Linked DNA regions of Mus musculus: regions 1, 2 and 3 are each linked to region 4. Evidence: chromatin contacts called from public HiChIP or PLAC-seq data. All regions are on one chromosome and are shown on one strand. Each heading gives the region's core, a stretch centred on a gene start, on an enhancer-like site or on the middle of the called end of the contact. The rest is flanking DNA. Distances are from core to core; before and after follow the strand shown. Region 1 overlaps Gm46361 (a long non-coding RNA gene). Region 2 overlaps Gm36660 (a long non-coding RNA gene). Region 3 overlaps 4933435C09Rik (a long non-coding RNA gene). Region 4 overlaps Rad51b (RAD51 paralog B).

Region 1 (7,468 bases), core at 2,414-4,913, 520 kb after region 4:
TTTGTTTTGAAACAAAAGACACATTTTATGGTTCAGACAGGCCTGGAACTCACTGAATAGACCAAGTTTATCTTTAACTGATGGCAATTCTCCTGCCTCAGCTTCCCAAGTGGTTATATGTATGAACCACCAAGCTCAGCTTCCTGCTTTCTTTAGGGTGAGAAGTCAAGGCCCCAGAATCCGGAGCATCTTGCCCAAGCCCAGAGGCCATCATGCTTCTACTCACACCGCAAGGCTCTGTGCACTGCAGCTCTGTTCCCCTCAGCTCTCCCTGAGCCATCTTTCCAGTTAGTAGGCAGATTTACCTCCAAGTCACTCCACTGACCATCCCTAGATGCTCTAGGTTTTCACAAAAAGAGCAGTTAGTTTCCCTTCAGATGAGCCGGGCTTGCTGCAGGCCAAGGTTGAAGTACTTTGTGCCCTGTTCCTTTGGAGTTATTGGGGAAGTAAGGGGGAAATCTTTCCTTTTTCAATTCAAGATTTTTGTTTGCTTCATTTTCTCAACTCCAACTGACCGACTTAAAGCTTAATTTCATTTTCTGCACGTAGTAGACTGCTTGGGATGTCTTCCACTGATGAGTCTGAGGACTCTGAAGTGAACTTTGGAAATATATTCCAACATACATATAAATATGCATGTATGCATACATATACTCACACACATGAACATGCACACACATGCATGCCTGTACACACTCACCCACATGCACATGAATATACATATACACATGCTCAATTACACACACACATGAACACACAAACACACACAGTCATAAACATACTTATGCACACATGCTCCAATACACACAGGCATTCTCTCTCTCTCTCTCTCTCTCTCTCTCTCTCTGTCTCCTGCTTCCACAATTCACTTGTCTGGGTCTCCATCGCTCTCTCCATTTTGTGAGGCCTCTTGACTTCCTCTCTAGTTGACTCTGCCTGATTTTTTCTCCATCCTGCTTGCTGGGATCGCCTAGAGAAAACAAAAGGGATACTACTTCCCAGCAGGAAACAGAGCAGCTTCCTGGCTGCTTGAAATAGACCCCGAAGGCCTCTGCTTGGAACCTTTTTTGTAGAATAGTCTTGCCAGAGCCTTTGACCACCTCGGAGTTCCATACGGCTGGCAGAAATACTGCCCAGCTTCCTACACCCGTCTCCGCTACTCTTCACATCCCTTTGTCCCAGCATCCCTGCTGTAGAGCACCAGTGTTGGTGCCCTAAATCTCAGTGGAATCTTTACAGTGCTCACTCCTACAGGCTCTAAGGCACCAGAGTGTAGCTGGTGTTCAAATGATCAAGTCCGGCTTGTCATCAGCATATCAAAATCACTTGAGGAGATGCCCCAAAAATGCAGACAACCAGTCCCACTGCAGAAGGCCTTAGGGAAGCCTCCAGCAGAGAGAGAGGATCTGTATTCATAAGGCAGCTGAAAGGATTCTGGTGTGGGTTGTCTATAGGGGATACAACAGGAATTAGGCAGGCCATGCTTACACGTGTCTCAACTCTGCAAAGCCTGCCAACGGCACTTAGAGGAAATACGTAAGAGGAAGCAAAAGCTAGAAGTGTTCAGGTACAGGCTGGGCTACAAATATAAGCCAGCCAGACCAGGGATGGGGAGTGAGCAGGAGGGAGGTCTCATGACGGAGACTCTCAGTGTGGCTATTTGTCAAACCACAGCACAGGGTTCCAGGTGGGCACACTACCTGATGCCTAAATACTCTGTCGGTGCTTGGAGAGCCTTCTTGTGGGTATGAGACAGCCATAGAGAGCAACCCAGCCAGCAACGAATGTCTTCGTTCTGAGGCAGGAACTCCGGCTTTCTCTTAGAGGCAGCACATGCTGAATTCAAACACCGCACTTGGTATATCGCAGTATTAGGTTCAGGTCCCAACTTTATGGGTCTCTCTGAGTAAGTGGGAGTAAGCTATATATTTACCCCGTGCCTCAGATTCCTCACCCGGTAAAGGAGGACAACAATACCTACAACAGAGGGTTCTTATGAAGATTGCAAAATCAGAAGTACATGCAAAGCATTTCCCCTGGCCTAGGGAGCAAGGCCCCATTAGCTGTGGTCTTCATTATCATGGAAGCTCCTCCCATCCTCCCCCCACAGACACTCTCTGAAGCTGGCTTTGTACAATTTAAGCACATGAAGAATCGACTTTTAAACTATAAATATCTTCATCCCCAGTTCCCAGAAAGCTTTTGGTTCTCTGTCTCTCTCTATTTCTGTCTGCCTGTTTTCTCGGTCTATCTCTTTCTGTCTGTCTGACTGTCTATCTCTGTGTCTTTCTATGTCTCTCACTCTCTCTGATGTCTCTCTCTGTGTCTCTGCTTCCCCCTGTCTCTCTGTCTCCTTTTTTTCCACAAGCCCTTGCAGTCTGCAATTTAGGATAGGCATGGCTTCCAAAGTCACCATCCTGATCATCCTGAGCATCAAAGTGACCCCTCCTGTGGACATTTGCCTCACTCCAGGGATATATAAAGAGGTGCTCAGCAGATGAGGACCAGACCTTTGCAACCGAAAATTCAACTTTAAAGTTCCAAAGATCTGTCCCAGGAAGGCTGGAGGGCTGTGTGATCTACAAGGTGAGACAGGGAATTTCAAGGTTGGAATCAAAGGCTCCTGAGCAGATGGAAAAAAAAAAGAAACATAGGTATGCAGCCACCCAGACAACAGCCAGTTAACCCTTCCTTTCCCAAGCCCACTGTTGGACTTTATGAGAGTCTCAGTCTCTGAATAGGTATGCCTCAGTTTCTCCTGCAAGCATGCTGTGACACATGGCAAACTTAACTTCTTTTACATGCTATATAATATCAAGAGCAATAAGATAGTATTATTTTATTGGTTCTATATTCTGTTTAATTTTTTGCGGGGGGAACACAAGACCTTGCTATGTACCCCAGGTCGGATTGAAAGTCATAATTCTCCTGCCTCAGTCACCCAAGTGTTGCAATTATAGGCGTGAGTCATCCATCATTTCTAATTCTGATTTTCTTCTCTGACTATCAGTGGTGAAGAGCTGAGTAAGTAAGAGTTGCTGTTACTCAGCTGGTGAAGTAGCTGGGTGGATTAGGGGTTTGCACAAAGCCTGACCACCCCAACTTTGACTCACTGGGACCCAGTGGTGGAAGGAGTGAACTGACTTCTGCAAGCTGTCTCCTGACCACCGCCTATATGTGTGCCCACACGTGCACAGATGAAGAAATAAAAATGTAATCAAAATCAAAAAGAGTCATTGCTGCTCTATAATGAAAAGATCTTCACTCATTAAAGGAACCCACAACGGATCATCTCATGCCTTCTTTAATAGTGCAACTTTGAAAGACATCCAGTTAGTGGCCCAGTGGTTATTTATTTATTTATTTATTTATTTATTTTCTACCTCTTCTGGAGTAGGTGACAGACACCACAGGGGAATGTTCAAGTGAAAAGCCCAGCATCCCTGGAAGACAAGAACAGAAGCCTTTGGACATCTGCACGGGACTCCATCACCAACACATCCAAACACTTTCTCGATCTGGAGGAAGAGCCTATCCCATGTTCCACAGAAGGCCCTGGCTCCTGCCAGTTCCTCCCTGGTTCACTGCTGGGAACCACAAGAGTGGCCTCTCTCATCCCTGCTGCCTCACTGGCCAGTGGAAGGGCAGAGTTGGCAGAAGAGCCTTTGTGAGCCTTGTTGACTCTGCTGGGTTCAGAGAGGCCTTCACAGTTGACTCAGCTAAGGAGAGTTGTTTACTTCCTGCAGCCTTGAGGTCTGCCAAGCACAGGGCCCAGCTGGGCAGTTCAGTGCCCGGGTCTCTCACTCCCACACCAGTACCTGTAGAGATCAGTGAACAGCCCCTGCTAGGCCGGCCAGACTGAGTCTGCACAAGCTGCCTTGGCCCTCAGCACAGACTCCTTCCTCCCTGCTAGTTCAGCTAGCCAGGCCTGCCTTAGTGACACTCCTGGGCTGGGTTTCTTTCTTTCTTCCTGAAGTCCAGAGCCCAGTTATTTACCCAAAGAAAACAGGGAAGTGACAAGGTAACAGAGTACACATGTTGTGAAAATATGCAGGCTGAGGCTGAAGAAAAGAAAACATTCTTCCATAAGGAACTGCCTTGTTAATTCATATTCTTCCCCCTCCAGATTAGAACCAGCCATTGCTTGTGCTCCTTCAAGTACTTTCTGTGGTTCCATGACAGCTGCCTACATGGGGCAAGATTTGGCTTGAAAAATGGGCCATCGGTCATGCTTTGGGTGGGGTGGAGGTTGTGGGGGGGGGTCAGACACTAAAATTCCCAGATAACTCAAATTCACTGCTCGCTCACTCTCTCGGCGGGATACAGGGGGGAGAGAGGTGGCATGGAGAATGGATTGTACAAACGTCAAGACATAACCTGATTTTCCACAAGAAGCCACAGCTCAGTAATGAACAGTCTTTGGAATGAGCTTTTCAACTCCTCTTGAAGTTGGTTTCCGATCCCTGGCAAACCCGGTCTCTGCAGCCTTGAGTAACGGCCACAGGCTGATTCTCGGCAATTAAAAATAATATTGGCCCTGATAGAGAACTCTTGGGCACCCCCCTCCCTTACACACCCTTTTCATTACGTGCCAAAGATTACTTTCCCAAACCTGTTTCAGAACAGCTGGCCGAGTTGGAGGAGCAGGCTCAGCCCTCGTGGCCTGGAGAGAGGCTGCAGTTATTAATAGCATTTGCTCTGCCTGGTGTTTGGGGCAGGAAGAGGGTGACCTGTGTCTGTTTGGAAAGTTGGGTCCTAATCAGTTTGGGGCCTGTTCTCTCTTCCCTGCATTCTTTAAACCTCAAGCTCTATGGATAGTGGCTGAGAGAGCCCACAGAGAGGCTGGGTAGGGCCAAATAGCCTCCCTATAAACCTTCAGGCTTCTCATTTCTTCCTTCGTGGTTGTTCTCTGCCTCTCAGTGGGTATTGGCCAGAGGACTGGCCAGGATCCTTTCAAGGGAGGTCTCTCACAGAGGCCTGGGCTGCCCCTGTTAGCACTTTCTGGTAACAGAGCCTGCTGAGCCTGGTGTTGCAGCTCAGGCCTGCAAGGCCGAGTGGGATCTGCTCCCTTTCCTAAAGGCTTGAGGGTGGTGTGGGTTGGGGAAGTATTTTCAGCCCTTACTGCCACAGAGTCTGTCAGCTTCCCACGGTCAGCACCCAGCAGCCTTAACCTCAGAATGGGTGGAAATCCCACTGTCTCCCCACACGGCCGACCACAACCACCACAAAGCACCTTCTCAAGATACCAGGATAGGGCTGGATTTCAGGCCTGGAATGCTCTTGATTGTCAGGTTGGGTTGCAGCTGAAGTGGAAAACCTTGAGAACAAGGCAGATTATGGGTCTGAGAACAAGGTCTCTCTCCTAGGTGGACATTTCTCAAGGAGAACACGATGGTGGGCAAGAAGCCATATCCAATCAGAAACCATGCACTCCTGGAGGAGGGTACCTCAGAATGAAAGTTTGAAACCTGGGCCACCCACCTTTGCTAGTATGCTTACATGGCCCCCGGTTCCAACAGGGGAGCACAGCCTCTCCCACACTGGGCCAGACTCCAGTCTCTGGCCATAGGTGAAAGACTATTTCCGGTGATTGTTTTGAGATATTTTATATCCAGTGTGTGAAAACATAATAGTGACCGGAAAAATACACACACGCACGCACACACCCTACAAAGGTGGTCCCATCCTTCACTAGAAAGGTCAGAGGACCCTTTTCTCATTTAAGTCCTTGATGTAGATCCAAGGGAAGCAGTTTCTTTGAAGTCAGCAAAGACCACAGCTGGCCCAGCTGCGAGGGTGTGGCTGGGGAGTCAGACAGGATGCGCTGCCTTATCAGGGGCCACTCTAGTTCCCGCCTATAAGGACCATGTTTCCTCCAGCAAAAGGTGACTTCAGAGCCATTTGTTCGGGAGTCCAAGGAAGACTCATTATAACCCAGGGAGCAGAGTGGCCTTATTCTGTCAAAGGCAAGCATTTCTGCTGGGGAGCTCCTACACAGTCCTTGAGTGTAAAACTCCAGGCATGCCATAACCTTGAACTAGCCCTTGACTTTCTCATATGTTGAATTTGGCCATCTTTGAAATCCCTGTAATATAACAAATGACGGTAAGCAGAAAGCCCTGGGTATGGTGGTGAAGACTCAGAGGGCAATGCCAAACAACTTTAAAAATCAGTCACGGGACTCCTGTGACTGACTGCTGGGCAAGGGTGGGACTCAGATCTCCCCCCTTCAGTCTTTAACCACCGAGTAGTAGGATCTGAGAGCCCGTGGTTGCCTGGGTCATAAAATTCAGCTTCCAGGGGCTGGATTCTTCTAGGACAGAGTGCTCACTACTCTCGAAACACATCTGAACTGCTGTTGGAAAATCTGTACCTTTGGCAATTTCTTTCTCACACTAAAGTAGGATCTGCCACTCAGGCTGATCTGACTCAGCCCTGAAGCTATTGTCAAGAGCAGCGGTGTGGCAATGTTCCAATGCCAGGGAGCACAGGCACAGCAAGAGAGCAGCCGCTCCCTCCTGCTGTTTACATCTCTAGCATGCTCATGGGTGTCCTGAGTCCCTGTTGGCTGGACTGATTCATACTTTTACCCTATGTGTTTTCATGATGGCTTGACATGCCAAGGTCAATGTTATCTTTTAGAATATTACCAAAACCCAGGTGCGGTGTGCATGCTTTTAATCTCAGCATTCAGGAGGCAGAGACAGGAGGATCTCTGTGAGTTAGAGGCCAGCCTGGTCTACTGAACAAATACCAGGGCAGCAAGGGCTTCATAGTGACACCCTGTCTTAAGACAATTTATATATATATATATAAAATAAAAATTGCTGGGCTAGAGAGATGGCTCAGTGGTTAAGAGCACTTACTGTTCTTCCAGAGGTCCTGAGTTCAATTCCCAGCAACCACATGGTGGCTCACAACCATCTGTAATGGGATCCAATGCCATCTTCTGGTGTGTCTGAAGACAGCGACAATTATTCAAATATATAAAAATAAATAAATCTTTTTAAAATTGCTAAAAAAGACACGAGCTATAGAGACTGGGAGATGACTCAGTCCATAAGAAGTCTTTGAAAACCTGAATTTGAATCTCCAATACCAGGATTAAAATCTGGGTGTGGCCACATGCCTCTGACCCCTGTACCTCAGCAAACAGAGACAGAGGCATCATCCTGGCTGCTAGCCTAGCTGTAGGCATAGACACAGGTGTGTGAACACACAAACACACGGGTGCACATACCACTCACACACCAACACATATAAACACATGACAGAAATAAAAATGAAGAAATAAGCCAACTTGGGTAACGATAATGACAGTAATGACAATATGCTTTATCCCCTGTGTCCTCAGTGCAGTGGAGAACGGACCTGGGCCTCTTCCCTCTGGGGATGTTGATCATTCTTATCCACCTCTAGTACCATCTTGGGTACAAGCTGATGCTACCAATAGATAGTTTCTTTTTCA
Region 2 (7,829 bases), core at 3,471-5,970, 640 kb after region 4:
GAGTCCTTGGGCATCTATAGCTCTGCGCCAGTGGCTATTCAGCTTCTGTTGCTCGTGTGCTGGCCTCCAGGAGCCTCCTGAGATTCCTGTGCTGGTTTATAATGAAGCAGGTGAGGGAGCTGCATCCTCTTGGCCACTCAAGGCAGGATCTGAGTGAAGAGAAACAGAGGTGATTACCCTGAGACCTGGGCAGTAGCTCCAAAGACAGCTGGGTTCAATTATGGTCCCCCTGTCCTCCTTCCATCTCCTATGATAAAGGAGGTTGAAGCTGGTTACGCCTGTGGTTTACATTGTTTGGGTCCTGGTCTGAAATCCATTGAGGAATAAGGTTATAGCCATTTGATGACACAAGAAAGAAACTGGGTGATCCAGGTGGGGCCCCAGACGGAGGTAAAGTTCTTCAAATGGAAGTGGGTTCCTGAGTTCATGAGGAGAGAGGACCAGGGACATATGCTGAGAGGCGTAGGGCTCAGCTGCTGCTAATCCTATGCTGACCCTGCCTGTAGTGTGTACGTGTGCAGGACTAATGTGCTCTCCAGAATCCAGAGCCCAGAGGTCACGAGGAGATCAGGGGCTGGCAGGAACGCATCAGCTACCCTCTCCCTCAGCCCAGACAGAAATAACACTCTGGAGGATCAAGCTTTTACATTCTCACCTCTCCCATCCACCAAACTGGAGTCAGCAGATGGGAAGAGCGGGGCAATCAGATTGGCATTTAGCAGCACAGTCTGTGCCTGGGTCAGCCTTGGGGGGAGGGGGTGGGCTTCAGGACTAGCTGCCAGCCCACTAGGGAACTTTAAGCACTCCCCAATAAAGTTTCTGCAGCTGCAGTGCCCCAGGAGAGCGAGCCTGAGATACCTAAGATTTGAGCTAGCAGGGATGACAGTGGCAAACACCTTGGAAAATCCAGGATGAGCACTCTCCAAACCAGCATCATATGTCTTGGAGAGCCCCGGCCTCTCCTCCCTTCTGGGAGTCCCGGTAGGGGACAGCCTTGCAACTTCAGGACCGCACCCCTGTCTGAAAATCTTATGGAGCCCCTCCCCCACCCGCCCTGTGACAGGGGTCAGCAAGCCACAGATGTTTCTAATGAAGGTCCCAGACCCTGCCAGGAGGTAACAGGCAAACCACACAGCCCTGGATCCCACAAGGGGCCACAGCCCCCGGACCTACGAAAGCACACGCTGCCCAGTGAATGAGACCCACACTCTGGCATTCTCAGTTCTTTTCAGGAAATTGCCAACTTAGCCCTTGGCTTTCTCCTATCCCGCGCCCTCCCCGTTTCCGTAGTAACACCCCCCACCCCACCCCACCCCACCCCCGCGCGCGCCCACCCTCCGGAGCCCCTCCCCTTGCTGCCTGCCCCCTCCTCTCTTCTCCACCCTCGGGTCTCATCAGTCTGGGTGGGAACCAGGATTAGAGTGCCTGGGGACTGGGCCGCTTTTCCCAGGGCCGCTATGCTTTCCTGATGTCTTTGCAGCCGCAGGCTCCTGCCCCAAGCTTTTCAAGTCCCCAGACTTAATGAGCGGTCCTGGGTTTCCTCCTCTTCCCTTTCTCTGCCTCCAATAAAGTGAGAGAATTAACCCAGGTTTTAAGTGCCCGGGTTCCAAGTTGCATATCAAAGGGGGCTTCCCCAAGCTGCTTCTGCATTTCAAAGGGGCTGATTTACGCTTTCACTTAAACCCACACTTTTTGGGGTAAGAGTTTTACTGAGAGGTCAAACTCTGGAAAAACAAATGGATCCCCATTCACCCCTCCTGGGGTGCGCTGGGCCATTGGTGTATAAACTGCCCACAAGAAAGGTGGGAAAAAGGCTGCTCAGAAGCCAGGGCCCAGATCACCCCTGTTCCCGTGGGGTTTGCCTTTAGGAAGTGGGAGGGAGCACCGTCGGATCCTCCCAGCTGCTACAGGCCCTGTGTGATGGAACTAGTCAAATCCTAAACTCTGTGGCTGCTTCCTGCCCCTCCCAAGTCTGTTAACTACCATATACTGGGCCTTTCCTGCTTTATTTCCTTCTAACTGCAAAGCCCCTGACAATATTTAGCTACCATAGACCCGAATCAGTTTCCGAACACCAGCTTTCTCACACCCTCATAAAGCATTTCCACCCCAAATCCACTCACTCCACAACCTCTGCCATCATCCTACCCCACCTCAATTCACTCCTTGCTATGACTTCCTGATCCTTGAGGTCCTTCTCCCAACATCTCACCCCAGAGCCCACCTCCATGAAGTATCTTGAGAGATTCTGATCTCCACCATAAATGTGAAGACGTTCTTACCATGATTTAACACAGACCTGGTCCTTAAGCTTTCTCCATCATTAAGTCCCTGCGGAACGTGCAAGCAGTCAATGAAGCAGTCCTTGAGAGGGGCCAAGGAGATGATACAGCATCCTTGAGGAACATCTTAGGCATAATCGAGGGGTCAGAGCTGGAGAAGCATGGTGTAGTTTCCCCTTAAGGGTTGCATCTGTGTTTCCTTCTCTCACCTCGCCACCCGAATATTCATTTATGTAGTCACACAGAGCCATGTGCTGGCAGAAGACCTTACTAAGCACCTTCTGTATGTCAGGGGATTGAGACCAGAGAGCCGGTAATGAACTACAGTAAAACAAGATGAAAACCCCATCTCCCATGAAAAGGCTGTCAGTGTGTATAACCACAACTAACCTCTCCGTGAGGGTCTGGGGAAAGCTTCGGGCAATTTATTTCTAACTTGGAAACTGGTCAGGAACTTAGCAGATAGATGAGTATATTCTGGGTGCAAGGAATAGTAGGGACAAAGGCTATGATGGTGGTATCCCACCGATCAGTGTGTCCAGTACTCAGTGTGGAGGGAAGTAGCAAGAGAAAAAAGGGCATCAAATCTCATTATGGGTGGTTGTGCTCACATGTGGTTGCTGGGATTTGAACTCAGGACCTTCGGAAGAGCAGTCAGTGCCCTTACCCTCTGAGCCCGGTGGCACACGCCTTTAATCCCAGCACTTGGGAGGCAGAGGCAGGCGGATTTTAGAGTTTGAGGCCAGTCTGGTATACAGAGTGAATTCTAGGGCAGCCAGGACTGCAGAGGAAAACCCTGTCTCAAAAAACCAGAGGGGGAGACGGGTTATAGGTGGGAAACCCACCACCTCTGCCACGTTACCACCCAAACTTGACCCTGCTAAAAACCAAGTTGCATTCCTGAGTTATAATCAAGTTCAGTGCTCTGAGTCTGCCTCCAAGAAACATCACCAAGGCAACCTGAGGTTGACAGTGACACTGACTGTTCAGAATAGATGACCCCCAAGCCCTCAAGAAGACACTCAGAGACAAGCACTAACAACAGTGGAGACAGAACCAGCAATGAGGTCATCAGCACCGCCGGACAGATATCTATCCTTAGCCAGAGAATACTCCGGAACTCTTAGGGAGGTCCTAGGATCTGTTCCCTCTATAGCCGCAATGGCTAGAGCACAGCCACAATACCTTCACCAATGACATGAAGTTCATGCAGAGTGCCCAGCTACTTCGGAGCTATGAAGTGAATATTTGAGTGAGAAATTGTCTAGCAAACACACAGAAAGGGAGAGGGAGCTGAACTGAAGAAGATGGGCGATGATCTCAGAGGAAGATAGCAAGAGCCCAGGAGAGAGGTTTCCTTTGGGGTGGCCACACGTATTCAGCCACTGTCTCTGCTTACCGGCCCCTCCTCCCCAGGGAAGCACTAAGTAGGGCAGACTCTTCTCCCAGAGTCCTTAGCACAGGAGTCACTCATTTCTCTACCCATAAGATGAGCTGAAGAGGGTGTCACTGGGACCAGGAATAAAACTTCCTCTCTCCCTGGAGAGAGATGAGGAATCCAGGGAACATTTGGGGCAGTCACACAGGGTCCAGCTGTATACCCAGGAATACTGGTGCCTCGGCAATGCAGTTTCTCGACGGTCCCTTCTGGGTCTTTGCGCTCCACGTCTCATCACTGGTGTGGGCATGTGCCAGAGTCATCCCCACAGTGTCCTCCTCCACACCTGTCCTCTTTTCTAACAGGTCAAGCTCGAGACACCAGAAGGAGCCCAGGAAGAAAGAAGTGGGAGAGAAAGAGAAGACCGTGTATTCAAGGAGATCCCCTGGAGTCCTCCTCAAGCAGGTTCCCTGGAGACTCTGCAGAGCTCTTGGGCCCCCAGGGAAGCTCCTGGTTACTGATAGCCGCTAGTCAGACAGCCTGTCATCTGCCAGCTATAGGTCCTCAGTCTACTCAGGTCTCATTCCAGGTCACTTGAAAGACAACTTCAATGCAGACATTCAGCTTGGAGAGGGGAGAAAGAAATCCACCCTTCACTTTGTATCATTTCTCTCTACACTCTCTGAGCCTCCACTAAACCTTATTTACACATAGGAACACTGCACATTCCCACTTCCTGAGCTCCATAGCTGAGCCCTCTCACTTGGGCAGGCTTCCTCTGTCCCTCTGTCCCACCAGTCCTTCTGCAAAGCTTTAGCTCCCACTGTCTAGTCTCTGGGACAATGCTTTTCTCTAACGGGCCTCAGGCCCTCAGTCAACTCACTGTCTTCCACCAAAACCCGAATTCAGCGACAGGTGTCCTGATGAATCCGGCTTGGTCCACCAGAAATCAAAGGAAATAACATTAGTCTGATTCAAAATCTGCAGAAGTGAGTCAGCTACCAGGCTGTCACCCATTGATTGCTGTCACCTAGTGTTACACCCACACTGTTCATGGTTTACCAGACAGCAGAACTCACTCAGAACAATGGGAGTCTGAGGATGACTTGTGGACCAGCTGTGGGCCCTTGCCTTGGAAGTGGGGTGTGTATCCAGCATAAGAAGACTGAATCAGAGGGGCATGTGGCTCAAGGTGTCTTCCCAAATCCTCTGGTCACCAGAAAGGCTGCTCTGCATTTCACACCTTAGGAAAATGCCTCTTAGAGACACAATGATTAGCTGAGAATGGGGGGAGGAGGGGACACACACACCTTTAGTCCCAGTATTTGGGAGGCAGAGGAAGGAGTATCTCTGAGTTTGAGGTCAGTTTGTCTACAGAGTGAGTTTCCAAACAGCCGGTTCTACACAGAGAAACTTGTCTCAAAGAGAAGGAGGAGAAGAGGAGAAGGGGGAGAGGAGGAGGAAGAAAAAGATAAGAGAAGGAAGGATAGAAGAGAGGGAAGAAGGGAGGGAGAAGCAGAGGAAGAGAGGAAGGAAGGAAGGAAGGAAGAGAGGGAGGAAGGAAGGAAGGAAGGAAGGAAGGAAGGAAGGAAGAAGGGAGGGAGGGAGGGGGGGGGAGGGAGGGAGGGAGGGAGGGAGGGAGGGAGGAAGGAAGGCAACAAATGGGGAAATTTTTAGCAACGGACCCAAGCAGATGACCTCAGTCAATCCTCTTTCTCTTCTTCACCTGCATGACAAGACCACCAAAGTCTGCTCCGTGACATTTGCCCCAGAAGACCCAATGTTCTTATTAGCCATGAAGCCCCTAACAAGACTGAAACACCTGAGACAATCTGAACCCTGAAAGGCCCAGAGAAGTAGAAGTGGGACAAGATGGGGATCCAGAGGCCACCTATATTCAGTTGCTTTAGAAGAAGAATCTCAAAGCTTATTTTGGGTATTGAATAATCAAGAGGCAGAGGAGGAGGCACAGAGGAAGGAAGCCCAGGAGGGATCACAGATTGGGAAGGAAGACTTACAGAGTCCAGCCAAGAGCAAAGATGGGGGAGTGAAGGGCATGTGCCTTCACGGGGTACCTACCCAAAGCAACCCAGAGACAGGAACCAAACTGAAGACTCAGCTCCCATCCCACCCTTCTCCAGCCTCCTGGAAAACTTACCCTTCCCATGCGTCTTCCTCTCCCATTCTGTCAGAGACCCCCTCACCTTGACCTACTGGTCATCCAGGGTGCTTCAAGTTAATGAAAACAAGAGCCTCAACAATTGGCACCCAAAGAGGGACCAATGATTACTAGTTCCCTTCTTAGCCCTGGAGAACCACAAACAGCAAGGTTGTGTAGGAGCTTGCTGAAGACTCTGGCATACAGAGATGATATTGGGAATGATGTCTCAGGTGGGTCTTCCCCTAAGAAGTTATCCAGTGGTCCTAAAATGTATTTATATTGTGGGGTGTGTGTGTGTGTGTGTGTGTGTGTGTATTAAGTCATTTGTTGAGACAGTCTTTACACATACTAAAATTTACCCACTTTTAACCTCTGATTCTGGGGCTGGAGAGATGAGATGGCTTAGTGGTTAAGACCACACACTGTTCTTGCAGAGGACCTGAATCAGCTCCCAGCTGATCCATGTTAGGGAGTTCACCACCACCTCCAACTTCAGATCAATGCCTCCGTCTGGCCTCTGCAGGCACCCAAATGCACATGCACACATAATAAAAATAAAATAAATCTTAAATATATACATACATACATACATACATACATACATACATAAACAAACTCTAGCTCTGAGGGCCTTAACTAAGGATGCATGCAGTCATGAGAGCACTCCAATGGAGCTGCAAAGGTATCCCTCCACCCCAAGTTCTTCAGTGCTTCTTCTCAGTCAACCTCTCCCCCAGCACAGATCCCCAATTCCTCAGGAATTCCTGTACCACTAGAGTTTTGCCTTCTCCTGAATGCCACTTCAATGGCATTGTGCTCTGTGTGTGTTCACCTGGCTGGGTTGGCTTTGCCTAATGCACCAAGCTGTTTGTTTTGTTCTCCATGGTAAGCATGCATTTCACTCAAGAGCACTGTGCCACCACGAGGAGGGCTTGGCAGTTTGTTCCTTCAGTCACCCAAGTTCCTTTGAGTTACATCCTGTGTTGGACCATTACGATGAAAGCCATTATAAACATTTGTTTACAAGTCTTTCCGGGGACCTGAGTTTTTTTGTTCCCCTTGGTAAATGCCAAAATAGTATTTCTGGGGTATAACTATGCACTTGTTTTTATATTAAACGGTCAACACTTTTTTCAAAGTGAGGATACTATTTTGAACTCCCATAAGCAATGTGCAAGAATTCTGGTTGGTTTCCCCAGCTGCTGAGGTAGCATGGTTTCTCTCCTTTTTTCTTCTTTAACATTATTTATGGGGTGGGGGATGGGAGTCATGTGTGCCTCAGCACATGTGTAAAGATCAGAGGACAACTTGCAGTGGATTCTCTCCCTCCACCATCGCGTTCCAGGGATCAAAATCCGCTCATGAGCCTTGGAGACAAGGGCCTGTCTCTATGTGCGTGCATGCGTGCTGTTTTGTGTGCGTTGTTTTGTATGCATGTGTGCTGTTTTGTTTTTAACATTTTTTTCTTTTAGCCACTCCAAAGATATGTAGTGGTTTTTCACCATGATTTCAATTTTGTGATTAATGATGTGGAACATATTTTTCTGTGCTTATTTCTTCTTCTGGTGAAGGGTTATATTCAATTATCTAATAGTTAGAATTGTTTTCTTTTTGCAGACTTTGAAGGACTTGGTTTATTTTATATGCAAATCCTCTGTCAAGACAGAGTCCTTGTAAATATTTTTTCTCAGTTGGTGGCTTGTCCTTTTATCCTTTTAATTGAGATTTTAAGTTTTGATGAAATCAAATTTGCCAGCTTTATGGGTGATATTTTCAGTGTCATACGTAAAAATTCCTGTGTACCCCAAATCACAAAGATGTTCACCTGTGTTCTTTACTTGTACTTTCAGAGACTTTCCTTTTTATGCTTTCTCTTGTGTCTTCGTCTTTTTATATGTAAAGTGGCAACATTTCCATCTACTATTGACTATGAACTGTAGGCCAATGTTGGTATTATTTCTGTCTTCCTCCTGCTCCTCCCATTGTAAACGTAACCTTCGTCTGCCTG
Region 3 (7,312 bases), core at 3,670-6,169, 570 kb after region 4:
GGCTCCATTCACAGTCTGTCAGGACTTGATTCGTCCTTGGTCTCTAATCAACTGGGCCACTGGCCCAGCCTCTCCCTGCCTCTCGCCATCCATCCTCCTGCATCAACCACATTTCTCCAGACACAACACCGCCTCTTAATAGGCTCAACAGCTTACTTACTGTGTGCCTTGGACATCCACTCCCCCAGGTTCTGCCCCACACCAATTTCTGTGGTTCTCTGTGCATCCCTCATTCCCTGCTCCCCTCGTGTCCCCTTGCAAGCTTTTCTGTGTCCCCTCAATCCCTCTGTCCCTAACTTCCTCAAGGCTGTCAAGAAGGACCCACCTAAATCAATCTTTGCACCCTCTCTGAACCTGAAGCTGTCTTGTCTGACCCTGCAGGGAGGCTAGGCACCATACCATGCTGGGGGTGGATCAACACCTGGGCAGCTGCCCCTGAGAACTGCACCTTTCTCAGATTCCTCGACTCTGCCCCAACCTCCATTTTTCCTCTGTAGAACATCTCATGGCCCTCTTTGGTAGGGCTCTGTCTGGTCTTTCCTCAGACCCTTTCTGGCCTCTCCTGGCTCACCTCAGAGTCCCTTCATATGGCTGCTTACCTTCCTTCATGCCAGGGCAGCAGGTGTCCCCACCTCCTCTGCAAACTAAACTTACTTACCTGGCCCAGTATTGCCCCTGGCCTTCCACACCGGTCATCTGAGCCTCCTTCTTTCCTGGATCAGAGGCTGCATGTTCAGGTTCTGCTGCGATTCAAAGGTACACTCGTGGTCATCCTTGAGTGGCAGTACCCCAGAGCATGGCTGCCTCTTCCCTTGGGCTGGAATGGCTTCCCTCAGACCTGCTTTCTGCCCACTTGGCACCTTCTGGTTCCAGAACACACTTCCCATAGGGTCCTGCAAACCTTCTGCGTCTACTCCTTTCCTCAGGCCCAGCCCACGCACCTTCCTCGCAGCCGCCTCCTGGGGGCGCTGTGCCTCCAGACCACCATCTGGATTCTACCTTGGGATCACCTGGCTTCTCTCTGCCAGTCTTCCGCTGTCCTCCTCCTCTGTACACGCCAACCTACCTCTCTGCCAACCCAGCCCCCTTCCTCGTCCTCATCACCCAGAGTCACGTCTCCTGCCGTTACTTCCATGAACCTCCATCTCTAGCTACTGAAATTCCCACAATTCTACTGAAACTCCCACTACTGCTGGCCGCATCTCCACAGACACCATGGAGAACTGCAGGAAACCAAATCAAACATCTCTCAGACTCATGTCTCTTCTTGAGACTGCTTGACCACACTAGCTCTCCAGCCTCCCCACTGGCAAGGCTGAAATCTGCCCCTTGAAGTTAGTATTAGCTTCCACAAACCCAAGCAATCTAATTCGGAATATATACACATATATGTATATATACATATACATTATATAATATATGCATATAATATATGTACATGTACACATATGTATACATACATATATGTATACATATACATGTGTGCTTATATATTGTATATGTATATTTTTATATGTGTATATGCATATATGTATATATACCTTCATATTCTAATGTTATCTAAATTAAAGCCCTCAGTCTTTTCTCTCCCAGACTTTTCTCTCGGCCTCTGAGTTTTTTCTCTTACGGTCTATTTATCTGTGGACACAGGGTCCTTCGCAGCAACCCATCTTCCCTTTAGAAACTAAGGAGGACTCCATAGTGTATGTGGTTCCCTAGCCAGGGTCAGGGCCTTGCCTTGCTGCCAGCCTGATTCTTGCCACCTGTTGCCTGCAGCCGTTGGCTCAGGACCTGAGTCTAGACTCTAGCCACCTACTCCCCACTTACAGAGCTAGCCAAGCCCTCACATACACAGTTTTCTGCTCACCCATTTTGTCTGCCATTTTGACACCTCTCTTCCTTGTTTGCTACATTGTATTTCCCAGTCTTGCTCAAAGCCTTGCTCTTCCAAGAAACCTGCAGACCTCCAAAAGAACAGCTCCCCTCCTTCATCCCCAAGGAGAGCAACATCTGAGCCGGCCTCATCTCCCTGCGTGCACAGCCCTGGCTGACCAGAGAACCGTTCTTAATGTCATATGTATACCATACATATTTAACTAAAGCCAGTTGCGTTTGAATTGGATCTTGTTCTCAGATTTAGCCAAAGTTCTCCGTTGCCAAAACTGAGGACAGAGTCAGGGAGTAAGATAGCCCCAGGCTTCTAATCCCTGATTCAGTACCCAGAAAATTAAGGAATCCCTGACTCAGTGGCCCAAAGTCTTGCATGTGCCCTCTGTAGGTATACTGACGTCACTTAGGACCGTCCTCCTACCAACTGGGTGGACTGGAGTCAGAACAGAGAGACCTTGGACATGCAGCTGGGGCTCAGTCTCTTTCCCAGTTACCTCTGAGAACGTGTCATTCTGTTCTCGGAACCTCTAGGGCGATTGCTTACATCTGACTTTCAGCATCGGAGGCTACTGTCTTACAGGCTCTGTGGTGGATAACCTCTTTCCTGTTCTCTAGGCCTTCCTCTGCCCCTCCAAGTCTTGCTGCTCCCTCTACATTCCGTCCCCTCTAGCTGGGTCTCCTGCAGACAAAGTTTCTCCTATTGGCACAATCTTCAATGGAGAGAATCTCTGGAGCTTACAGAACTGTGTAACTCCTGGAGAGACTGTGGGGCAGGGCGGGGAGTGAGACAGAGACGGAGGCCACATCAGTCCATGGCTTTAGCAAAAGGGAAGGGGATACAGCCTGACTGTGACAGTCGGCACTGTAGTCTCACATACAAATTTGAAAAAAAGCTAAATTTTGTCACTGGAGGGAGGGGTCCACGTGTCCTCATGCCTTGGTGATGCACAGTGCAGCTCACTCTCAGCCTCCCGCCATCAGATTTGACATAGGACATCCCAGGGCCCCCTGGACCCCACCTCTGTTTCTTAGTCTCCCTGATTCCAGTCTAGCTCTACTCTTATCCCAAATCCAATGCACTATGTTCTTTTTGAGGAGGAAGAAGTTGGTATATTCACATCCACAAAAGCCAGAAGGATCTGTATGAGGCTCAGACCCTGTCACGAATGCCAAAGAACAGGCCAAATAAATAAAAAGATCATGGCAGTCGAGGCCGCAGGAACTGCTGTGAGTGGCTGACCTACACGTTTTGAAAAAAAGTCTTCATGATGCTCTGTGCAACTTGGAACAGAAAGCAGCCGAAGCTGTCAGGGAGCCGGTGTTCTCCGTCAAGGGTGAGCTGGAGCAGGCTGACCCGGGAACGGGCAGTCACAGCTGAGTGCATCGGCTTGCGTGGGAAGGCCAGCTGGCTCAATGGGGCCCAGGAGACAGTCTGACGAGGGAAGAATTCCTGTGTTTGGAATTGGGCTTGAAAAGTCCCCTGTTTGTAGCACTCGACTCACAGAAGAGCAGAAAGAATTTCCAGCTGTCATCAGGGCACAGAAAGTCTTCCTGACTCTGTCTGGGGCGCTCTCTCTCTCTCTCTCTCTCTCTCTCTCTCTCTCTCTCTGTGTGTGTGTGTGTGTGTGTGTGTGTGTGTGTGTGTGTGTGTGTGTGTGTTTGAGACTCTCCTATCCCTCCTCCTGGCCTGGTTAACATATCAAGTTCCTGGAGGGGTCAGCTCCAGGGCCACATGACTCCTTGCTGTCAAGAAAAGCAAGCAGGCCAGGCCTGGCAGCACAGGTCTCTAGACCTGCTCAAGAGACTGAGGCAGGACAATCTCAAGTTCAAAGCTAGCCTGGACAATTTAGCAGAAGTGAAAAGGGGGTGGGGGAAAGTACACATATATTCACATGCGTATGCTTCAATAGTATGATAGTACTATATAATATACATAGTGCATGTGATATAATATGTATTATAGAGTCCTGTGGTAGAGCACTTACTTGCCTAGGGGATATGTGACCCTTTGATTGCAGTTGTGGAGAGAGAGGGAGAAAAGCACCGATGTCATGTGGCTCCTCTTATAAGAGGTATGTATCTTAATTAAATTCATAAATAGGAAGTATAATTGTGGCTGCTACGTGTTGGGAGAAAATCATCGGTTTGTGGGAACAGAGTTTCATGTTTTTCAAGATGAAAAAGTTTTGGAGACAGATGGTGGTGTTGGTTACAAATAGGTGTGAATGTACTTAAGGCCACAGAATTGCATGTTTTAAATTGGCTGGAATACAGGCCAAGGAGATGGCTCATTTGGTAAAGCACTGCTAATGTAAGCGTGAAGACCTGAGATCAGACCCCCAAAACTCAAGTTAAAAAAGTCAGGCTCAGTGGCTTGTGCTTGTAATATCAGCTCCTAGAAGAGAGAAGCAGGGAAATCCCTAGGGCTCCCTAGCCTAGGCTACCGATGAGTTCCACACCAGTAAGACTTCTCAAGCAGGGCGATGGCTCCTGAGAAACAGCACCCAAGGTTGTTCCCTGTCCACATACATGCATTCATCATACATACATGGATACATCATACACATACACGCAATACATACGTCATACACATACATACATAATACATACATGTATCATTCATATACCATATATACATATGTGCACACACACAGCCCCAAATCATCTATTTTAAGTTATTTATATTTTACCAAAATTGGGCTGGGGTGAGGGGAAGCTGAGATAGAAAGAAGAAGAAAAGGAAGAGGTAAAAAAAAAAAAAGAAGGGAGGAAAGAAGGAAGGGAAGGAGGAAAGAAGGAAGGGCAGGAGGACCAGGGAACTCAGTTCTGATCACAGCACAGCTGGCAAAAGGCAGTCATGTGACTCAGACCCTGACTCCAAAGAGAGGAATGTCCACACATCCCTGCTGGAGAAAATGGATTCGCAGACAGCATGATAAAAGTGGGGAGCACATGAGGCCAAGCCACGTAACCCCTGGATCCTCCCCATGACTAATAACTGAGGTAATTGTGTACAACACAGACTAATCGAAGCCTTTCATTGGAAGTTACTCATTAAAAGCCTATGGCCCTTCGTAATGTCCTTGTAGGCTGTGGGTAAGAGGCCATCTCTCCATAACCTGTTCAAACACACAACTTAGTTGTTCTAAGCGAGACTCTATTTTGGGGACCTGAGCCTTAGAGACTGTCATTGTACGGCCAGATCAAGATCAATCGAGTCTGGAAATGCTTTCTGGAAGTTGCAAAGCACTTTTCCATCATCCTTTATCCTTTTAACCGAGCCTGGTTATGGAGCAAGTTAGCAATAGACAGTAAAGAAATAATACCATAGGAAAATAACCATGGCTGCTAAAACACAAAGCTCAAGTCTCCGCCACGGGTCGTGGAGGAAGCCTGCAGGAACCATGCTGAGAACCAGACAGATGTCCTTGAGTGTGGACTCTTGAGAAAAGAGATTCAACTTGGCAGGAAGGTCAACCTGAATCAGGCCAGATGTGGGTGGGACACAAAGTCACTTCTATCAGATCCTTATATTTTTAAGTTGAGTTGTAACTCACGTGATTAAAATTTACTATTTTAAAGCATATGGTCCAGTAGGTTTTAGTAATGTAGGGGAGAAGGAAAACATATTCCCTTCGCCCTTTGCCCTCTCAAGGGTCACTGGAGTGAACTGTCAGCACAGATTAGCGGGAGAAAACGGCACACACATATTTAGCTCGGATGGTGGAAAATCCCACGAGTGTGGTTACCAGCAACGCAGACAGGCAGAGCTGCCTACACATCCTTATTCATAGGACACAGGGAGGTGGGGACTACAGACAGTGCAGTAAATTATTGCAGCAAATGAACATTTGGGGAAGGGTCTGGATGAGACGCAGAGGCAGGCAGATCTGTGAGTTCAAGGCTAGTGTGGGCTCCATAGTGAGTCCCATGCCAGTTAGGACTACAAAGTGAACCCTGTCTCAAAACAAAATGAACATTTTGGGAATGTATGGGTCTAGAGCACAGACAGAGCTTAGGACAAAGCTGACCTGCCTGTGGTAGGGTAATGATCTCTAGGGGATTGTAGGAAGAAGAAGCAGGAACTACCTGCTGCTAATAGGCATAGGTACTGGGAATGTTCTAGGCACTGGTGATTGCTGTACAACATGGTGAATAAGTGAAAACAGAGAGTTTCATAGTTTAAAATTATGTCTTACGCTGGGCATGGAGGCACACAGAAGGCAGAGGTGGGTGAGTTAGAGGCCAACCTGGTCTACAGAGTGAGATTCAGAACAGCCAGAGCTACTAGTGAGACCCTGTCTCATACACAGACACAGACACAGACACACACACACACACACACACACACACACACACACAAATTATATCTTATTAATTCCATCAGTTCAAAACAAAAATTCTAAAGTATCCTTGCATTTTCTTCACTTATCTTGAAAATATCTGGATATTTTTCCTAAACATATTCCTGGTTTTACTTCTAATTTAATTTACTTTTAATTATCTGGTGATTAAATTTCAATTTCAATTTCAATTTCATTCAATTTAAAAATATCAATTTAAAATTAAAAGAATAAATGTAAGTAGTCTTTTTTTTCTTTGCAGGGCTGGGAACTTAACCTAGGTCCTCACACATGCTAGGCAAGGGCTCTGTCTTAGTCAGGGTTTCTATTCCTGCACAAACACCATGACCAAGAAGCAAGTTGGGGAGGAAAGGGTTTATTCAGCTTATACTTCCATACTGCTGTTCATCACCAAGGAAGTCAGGACTGGAACTCAAGCAGGTCAGGAAGCAGGAGCTGATGCAGAGGCCATGGAGGGATGTTCTTTACTGGCTTGCCTCACCTGGCTTGCTCAGCCTGCTTTCTTAGTCTTTCCAAGACTACCAGCCCAGAGATGGTTCCACCCACAAGGGGCCTTTCCCCCTTGATTTTCCCCTTAATTGAGAAAATGCCTTACAGTTGGATCTCATGGAGGCATTTCCTCAACTGAAGCTCCTTTCTCTGTGATAACTCCAGCTGTGTCAAGTTGACACAAAACTAGCCAGTACAGGCTCCATCATTGAGCTACATTCCCTGATCAAATGTAGTCTTTTTTAAAAAACATTTTTATGGCCCAAACTATAATCTACCTTGGTAACTGTCCTATGTAAACTCAAAAGGAAATGGGTGCCCTGTTGCTGTGTAAGGTCTATAAGTCTCAACTCAATGAAGTGAGCATGCTGTCACATCTATATTCTTATTTTTTCTATATGTTCTATCGATTCCTGAGAATTACTTTTCCTAGCTGTAATTGTGTGTCTAGTTCATCTTTGTGTCTCATCCGTTTTTCTTTCCTGTGCTATAAGCAAACACTGAGTATTGCTATGTCTTCTTACATTTTTCTGTCTTCGTAAGGCTGTCCCTTTTTATTTGGGGGGATA
Region 4 (7,141 bases), core at 2,556-5,055:
CGTCACACTTCCAAATTTTGTCTCTGTACCTCCTTCCATGGGTGTTTTGTTTCCTATTCTAAGAAGGGGCAAAGTGTCCACACTTTGGTCTTCGTTCTCTTGAGTTTAATGTGTTTAGGAAATTATAACTTATATCTTGGGTATCCTAAGTTTCTGGGCTAATATCCACTTATCAGTGAGTACATATTGTGAGAGTTTGGTTAATTTCAAGGCAGCTTAGTTTAACAGTGTTCTAGGGCTAGGTCTGTGATAGCTAGACCCATAAGGGAAAAACCAACATAATGAATGTAATTAGCTGCGTCTATCAACAAGAGACAATCAGCCCTGTCTGGGGCCACTGAAGTGTTAGTAGTGAAAATTCTGCCTCTACCCATAAGAATTAATGATCTTGAGGATTTTGGATTAGAGCCTAGAAGTGGGTTTGAATCTGGCCTGGAATCTACTCCATACTTGTAAGTAAATAGTGTGCTAAGTTATGAAACTAGATCACAGTGAAACTTACAGATAGGGTATGTTGTGCAAGTGAGAAGCTGGCTGTAAGGAGTTTCAACAGACAAATGCCTGCCCCTACCAAACCTAAACCAACAAACAACAAAAATTCTCCACACTGCTGAAGTGGACTTTATGTAAATTACTCATGCTAAACATTCGCTAACCATTCGCCTTCTATATCTATTCTTTTGTACTTCTCATTTGATGAAAATTTCAAACTGTGGTTTGATGGAGGGGGGTAACCCCAAACCCAAACCACATCGGACAAATTGAATTACAAACCTGGTGTGGTCCTTTAACTCAATTACATCTAATTTGTGTTATTTTAGTCATCCTGGGTGGCAGCTGTTTTGTGTAAAAGCCCACAAACATTTTCAACGTAAGAATTTGTCCTGATTACAACTGCTTACGATTGGTATTTATATCTTAAGTGGCAAAATTGTAGATTAATTTGGGACCATTTTGAAAATTGAACATTTTGATGTTCTTTGAATAAAAGTAAAATTGAGCATTCGGTGTTCACTTTAAGTGTCAATTTTTAAACACCCCATTTTCTTATGCTTCTTAAGTTTAGTCTTTTAAAAACAACTGCCTAATTACTTTAGGTAGTTACCACACATAAAAGCCCTTTGGTATCTTAACCCCCAATTTAGGATGATTTGGAAAGGAAAACGTGAAAGGTTATGAATTTTTGCATCGTATAGGTCAGTATAATTAAGATGGAGGACTGAGTTAGGATTGGGTGTGGATGGAGAGAGGTGAAGATTTACAAACTTTAGGCTTTGGATCACAGTCGTGCACAAGCATGAATGACTTACAGAAAAACCCACAGAAGCGCTGCCTTCAGGGAGCTTGTCCTCGTCCTCTCCTGCTTCCCTGATCTTTCTTGGGCTTCTTTCTCTAGCTTGAGTCTATATTAGTTATCTGTCGCTGTAACAAATTGCTTAAAAGTTAATCTTAAAACAAGGACCATTTGTTACCCCTGTTTCTGGGGACCAGGGTACCCATTTGTCTCTTGTGCATGATAAAGTGAGATAGTAGACGCTGACTGCCTGGTAGCTGCAACCTGAGGCCTTTAGTGCTACACACGTGTGCATAGCTTCAACAGCTCCTTTGCTGCCTTCTAATTTTTGTCACACGTGGTTTGTTTGTTGTTGTTGTTGTTGTTTTTAAACCATCCACTGGAAAGAGACTCAAGTTGCTGCCTCCCTTGTGATAACTAATTGTGCCTCACCGATCTAATCTTCAGGGTTAGATTTGCCTCCTTGACATTTAAATGCAACCACAAACCAGACTTCCTCCACTTGTTCAACTGTTTCTCTTTAGAAGATTATTTATTTATTAAAAATATGCCTATGAGTGTTTGTGTTCATCTGTGTATGTGTGCCACATCTGTGTCTGCTGCCCATGAAGAACAGAGGAGGGCTTCCATTTCCTGGAACTGGAGTTAATGGGAAGTTGTGACCACCTGGTAGGTGCTCAAGGAGCCAAATCCGGGTTTTCTACATAATCAACCAGTGCTTTTAACCATGAAGCCATCACCCTAGCCCTCAACCAATTTTATTTTAAACACCTACTTTACTTAATTGCTTCTACTGTAGACTAAAGTCCATCTAAATCCCTCAGACCACATGCAGAAAGTTCCCTGTCTTGCTGTATCCCTTTGCTTACACTCTCCTGTCTCCCCTCCTGTTTTTTCAATTCTTTACTTCTTTTGTCAACCCAAATCTCATTATGTTCTTTCCATTCTCGTAAAGCCACTTTAGACTGTTTCTGGCCCAAGTAGTTCTTAAACTTCAAATTCCTGTTGTATTAACATGTAATGCCAGCACAGTTTATTTCTCTATTTTTAATTTGTTTAAGTGGGTTAGTTAATTTCTCTTTCCAAAGAGAATTCCAATTTTCCAAATGCAATATCCTTTACTTCCTGTGTGCCTTTTGCTGAATGCTCTGATTGAGCAGCTAGGAACCTTGACTTGACTGTAAAACCTTCTCCCCAGGATGCTGCTGAACGAAGGATAACTCCCAGAGCCATGCATGGGGATTAGCTGACTTTAGTATGGTATGCGGCTACATTTCATCAGTTTCCTGATGAATTGCTGCATGAAGAGATTAATTAAAGAAAACCCTTCCCCTTTGGCTAACCATCAGAATTGGCAGTTAGCCTTGAGATGTCAAAGCAAAAGTGTACAGGTTGCCTGGAGCAGGACAGATAGGAACACTGACCCCTATCCTACTTCATTATGGGCTGGCCAGGTTCTTTTACTGAGATAAGCAGAATTTATTAGATAAACAAGAAATTTACTTCTATTTTTTAAAGTTTCCATGAATTTGATACACATACACAAACACACACACACACACACACACACACACACACACACACGAGAGAGAGAGAGAGAGAGAGAGGGTGAGAGAGAGAGAGAGAGAAGACAAATAACTGAAATTTAGTTTCATCATCTTCTCATTCACTGAGAAAAGTTAAAATAATAATAATATAAGTTTACAACCTGAAATAGCCTGTAAATAATGTGGCTAATTGTGTTCCATAGCATTCTTAGTACTTTTAGTACATTCTGGAAGAATGAGTCCAGAGAGCATGCCAGTGGGAAAGACAGCTGGGCTCTTTTAGTGACGTTAAGTTCTGTGCTTAGCTAAGACACAGCTCTGTTTGCATTGTTAGTTTTAACCTTCTCTCAGTTTTCCTCCTCCTCCTCATTGTCTCCTTTGTACCCTAAAGACTCAGGGAGAATATTTGCTTAAAGTCAGAGGACAGAGGCACATTCATCTTCTTGTTCTAAAATGGAAAATAAGGTATTTTTTTCATCAGTATGTTCTGATCATGGTTTCTTTTTCTCCATCTTATCCCTGTCTCCATGGCTCCAATAATAAAGACTCTCTCAAAACCCCTAGAATTAAAGAAAAAAGAAGAAGAAGAAGCTCAAGAAAAACTCTCTCTCTCTTCCACACACACACACACACACACACCATAAAAACACAATCAGAAACCATAATATACCAACAAAAGACCAGATGATAAACAGTTGCCCAAACAAAGCAATATGAGACACAAAAGTGTACAAATATTCAGCTAAGTATGGTTTGAGTTGACCTACTGCTGAGCATGAAGCCTACCCTGAAGTGTGGTTTATATACATAGTGAGGCTCCACTGGAGAAAACCGATTTTTGAAAAATATTCTCTTTCTCAGGGCCAGGACCCATCTGACTAGAACCCATGCAAGCCCTGTGCATGCTGCCACAGTCTCTGGGAGCTCACTCGTGAGTCAGTCCCCTGGTATCTGGAAGTGTTTTCTTGATGTCAGTCATGCCCCACCCCTCTGGCTCTTTCAGTCTCTCTGCCTCCCCTTCTGCACAGTTCTCTGAGCCTTGAGAGGACGGCTTCCATGAAGACATCTTTTTAGGACCCAGTACTCCAAAGTCTCTCCCTCTGCCAATTCTTGTCAGGTTGTAGGTAGGTCTCTCTGCTTCATTCCCATCTGTTACAAGAGGGAGCTTCTCTGCTGATGCCTGAGACACTGATTCAACATTTGTCTTTTTCCATTAGAGCCATCGCATAGTCTGTTTAGGCTTGGTTTTAGGATTACTTATAATTTGAGTCTGTGATTCAGGTTATTATTTGAACATTTTTGGTTTCCTTGTGGCTAAATTACTGATGTTTATACAAAACTAAAACCCAACAAAACAAAACAAAAACCAGTCTCTCCCTGTTATTTGTGCATATGTGTGTTTAAGGAAAAAAAAAATCCTTACTCTATTGCAGAAATACTTGAATTAGAGAAATTCAAGGGCTAGAAAAGATTCCACCTTTTGACTATTGCCTTTGGTCCTTTGCTAGTGATTTTGGGGGAGTGGGGTGAGGGATCATGCCCTTGGGAAAGCAAGACATACAGGATATGTAAATACACATTTACTGTCTAGATCACCCCAGTACCTCCTGTCTGCAGCCCAGCCTTCCATAGAGCATCCTGGTGATAGCCACCCTATGATGGCTCTGGGTTGTCTTCTCGTGAGTCCTGTGTGCTCTGCACAGGCACCACTCCTGCTCTATAGAAAGGAGGTAAAGAAATGAGGGGGAGCAGCAGGCTTGGGGGGTGTCAGGAGGAGCCTGGTGCGGCTCTTTGAAGAGTCTGCTTAGCCTTCTCTAGCTGCCCCCCTCCCCAGCCCCATTCCTTTTCCCGACACTTCACTATTTGGATAAGGAATTTAAAATAAAAATTAGCTCATTTGCTTACATATTTCAGACCAGTTCTTTAATAATCTCCCATGTCCTGAAGAATCTTACAGTTTTTACTTGATTTCCATCTTTCTTGATCACTCTGCTGTATTTTATACAAAGTTAACATTCCGTTCTCCACGAAAGGGGAAGGATTTACTGAATGCGATGCTTGCCACACGAACCTTTCTCTAATCAGGCTTACTTGAAAGTGTGTATTTCACTGAGTGGCATTTGCAAATTGTTTTCCTCCCTACCCCACCAGAGCTGACAATATAAAAATGCTTCCATATGCCGAAAGCTGGCCGATTTATCTTGCTAGCAGGGTGTGTGTTCAGGGTGGGGTGCAGAGGGGGCAGTGTACTTTACTCCCTGGTTATGATATAAACATGAAACTGCGAAGTGCGGAGGTTTTGCAAGGAAAGCCCTGAGTTCACTGGGAACAGCTCTAGAGCCCCGAGGCTTCACTGCTGTTAGAGATAAGTGTTAAGAGTTGTTTTTACCCCACAAGAGTAAAATTTAAAAGTGCAATTATGATTTGCATATAGCTTGAAAATATTTAATTGAGTACAGTTAGAACAGAGCATTCAATTCTAATTTTGAACAGGCCTGAACATTTTAAGTAAATAAATAATTTTGCTTGACTACCTCAAGGCATTTCAGAGCTGCCACTGGAGGCTCCGTGATCTTCCCAGAGTTAACTGTTCCCCTCTCCACCTGCTCTGCCTGGTGTCACCAGCAGAGTCTAAACGCCACGCCCTTCTTTACACTGATTCTATTTACCTTGTCCCCTCACCATTTCTCCACAAGCCTGATTTATAGTTTCCTCCAGAGCGGTGGTTCTCAACCTGTGGGCATACTTGTCATTGGTAAATGTGACGGTCACATAATTTCTGCAAGTAAACAAATGGGCTGAGCTAGGTGCCTCTATGGTGTGTGTGTGTGTGTGTGTGTGTGTGTGTGTGTGTGTGTGTGTGTAGATTTATGTGCATGTGTGCATGTGAAAGCCAGAGGTCAACCTTGGGTATTGTTCTCCATCATTGTCTACCTTGTTCTCTGAGACCGAGTCTCTCACTGAGACCTAGAGCTTGCCTAGGTTAACCCAGATGGCCAGCAAGCCCCAGGTCTACCTGACCCTGCATTCCTAGTACTGAGAGTCCAAGCTTGAACCACACCATGCTTTCTTCCCCAAGTAGGGTTCGCTCCAGCCAGAGCTAGGTGTTTATTAAAAAGATTTCATTTGTTCTTGGAAGTCATAGCAACCCCTTATGAGTAAGTTAATAATAACTTGCCCATCTCTCTGAATTTATTTCATAAATCCAGAACACATTATGGATTATTCATAAACATTGTTGGTTTATTTACTGGAATTCTTTCAAAGTCACTCTTTACCTGAGGCATTAGTAAATTATCCTCCTCTTCCTCCTTGTTTGTTTGTTTGCTAGGCTGGTTTTTTTTTTTTTTTTTTACATCTTATTTTTGATTGATGTTTAAGTTAGCATGCAAAGCAGTGGGTATCATTACGGCCTTTTCAGACATGTGTGTTCTCATACATTTTTCTTGTTCGCCCCCTCCCAACACTCCTCGCTTTTACATTCAAACCCTTTCCAAATCTGGTACCAAGCTTTCTTCTTCCTTTTTCTTCTCTTTGAATGTGGTCTTCACATTTTGTCCTTGTTGGCCTAGATCTCACTAGCTCAAGAGATCGTCTTGCCTAAGCTTCCTGAGCAGCTGGAACTGCAGATGTGTATCCTGGCTCTTCTATAAGGTCTTATTTTAGCTTATAGGTTGATTAAGGTAGAATCAACCTATAATTAATTTCAATTTCTTTCTATAGAAAAAAATTGAAAAAGTATAAGTATAGTACAATCAAGTCTTATAAGCCATTCACACATTTTTATCTATTGTTCACAGTTTGTTGCTGTTTCTCTTAGTTTTTGAAATGCACACATATACATACATGCACATATGTTAGCAATGTACCTTTTTTTCTGAACCACTTGGTATATTGCAGAGGTTATGACTCTTTGCTATAAATACTTTAATGTGTATCTCTTAAGAATAAGTATAGTTTTTTTATACTATTGTGGTATAGTGATCAAATTCAATATATTATTATTCAATATAAAGTTTATGTTCAACTGTAACCTCCTGACCCAATATGAACATATGTATTAACATTTCACCAACCTCAATATTGAGAGAAAAATATCACTGTCATATCTCTTTAGCTTCCTTTAATAGGGCAGATTCTTAGCCTCTCCTTGCCTTTTCCCCATTTACACTTACTAAACTATGAGCTCCCATTTTTGAATAATGCGTCATTGAGATTTACATAATGGTTTTCACTGGATCTTTCTTTCTGGATTTGAATTTGGTTGTGTGCACCTGCATGTTACATGACATTTTTGATT

What was found. HiChIP or PLAC-seq counts read pairs in DNA pulled down with a chosen protein or histone mark.
Region 1: a contact with region 4 is called in a FOXA1 HiChIP or PLAC-seq map of pancreatic cancer cells. The contact joins two enhancer-like sites. A contact is called at or near these places in 1 of 484 Hi-C or Micro-C datasets (bone marrow-derived macrophages) and 2 of 115 datasets of contacts at active chromatin or transcription factors (large pre-B cells and pancreatic cancer cells).
Region 2: a contact with region 4 is called in a FOXA1 HiChIP or PLAC-seq map of pancreatic cancer cells. The contact joins two enhancer-like sites. A contact is called at or near these places in 1 of 484 Hi-C or Micro-C datasets (bone marrow-derived macrophages) and 3 of 115 datasets of contacts at active chromatin or transcription factors (embryonic stem cells, large pre-B cells and pancreatic cancer cells).
Region 3: an HNF4G HiChIP or PLAC-seq map of pancreatic cancer cells shows a contact between it and region 4. The contact joins two enhancer-like sites. A contact is called at or near these places in 1 of 484 Hi-C or Micro-C datasets (bone marrow-derived macrophages) and 2 of 115 datasets of contacts at active chromatin or transcription factors (forebrain and pancreatic cancer cells).

What each region holds. Positions count from the first base shown.
Region 1 is chr12:79,901,353-79,908,820 of GRCm38.p6, forward strand. It overlaps Gm46361 (a long non-coding RNA gene), which reads left to right. Exons shown (of 2, transcript XR_001780641.1): 2 at 2,473-3,230. Among named protein-coding and RNA genes, the nearest start is that of Gm51985, 5.4 kb to the right of the region's middle. Within about 2 kb of position 3,664, at least 114 of the 459 cell types and tissues checked have an H3K27ac peak or open chromatin away from gene starts, as enhancers often do. A contact at or near this core is called in pancreatic cancer cells, where this site is marked.
Region 2 is chr12:80,021,806-80,029,634 of GRCm38.p6, forward strand. It overlaps Gm36660 (a long non-coding RNA gene), which reads right to left. Exons shown (of 4, transcript XR_872852.1): 4 at 1-149. Gm36834 (a long non-coding RNA gene) reads left to right here. Exons shown (of 5, transcript XR_381742.3): 2 at 4,026-4,125; 3 at 5,399-6,051. Among named protein-coding and RNA genes, the nearest start is that of Gm36834, 6.2 kb to the left of the region's middle. Within about 2 kb of position 4,721, at least 4 of the 459 cell types and tissues checked have an H3K27ac peak or open chromatin away from gene starts, as enhancers often do. A contact at or near this core is called in pancreatic cancer cells, where this site is marked.
Region 3 is chr12:79,946,007-79,953,318 of GRCm38.p6, forward strand. It overlaps 4933435C09Rik (a long non-coding RNA gene), which reads left to right. Exons shown (of 3, transcript XR_381736.3): 3 at 2,986-3,485. Among named protein-coding and RNA genes, the nearest start is that of 4933435C09Rik, 13 kb to the left of the region's middle. RefSeq lists an enhancer at 1-229. Within about 2 kb of position 4,920, at least 71 of the 459 cell types and tissues checked have an H3K27ac peak or open chromatin away from gene starts, as enhancers often do. A contact at or near this core is called in pancreatic cancer cells, where this site is marked.
Region 4 is chr12:79,379,951-79,387,091 of GRCm38.p6, forward strand. The region is part of intron 7 of Rad51b (RAD51 paralog B); the gene reads left to right. Among named protein-coding and RNA genes, the nearest start is that of Rad51b, 86 kb to the left of the region's middle. Within about 2 kb of position 3,806, at least 74 of the 459 cell types and tissues checked have an H3K27ac peak or open chromatin away from gene starts, as enhancers often do. A contact at or near this core is called in pancreatic cancer cells, where this site is marked.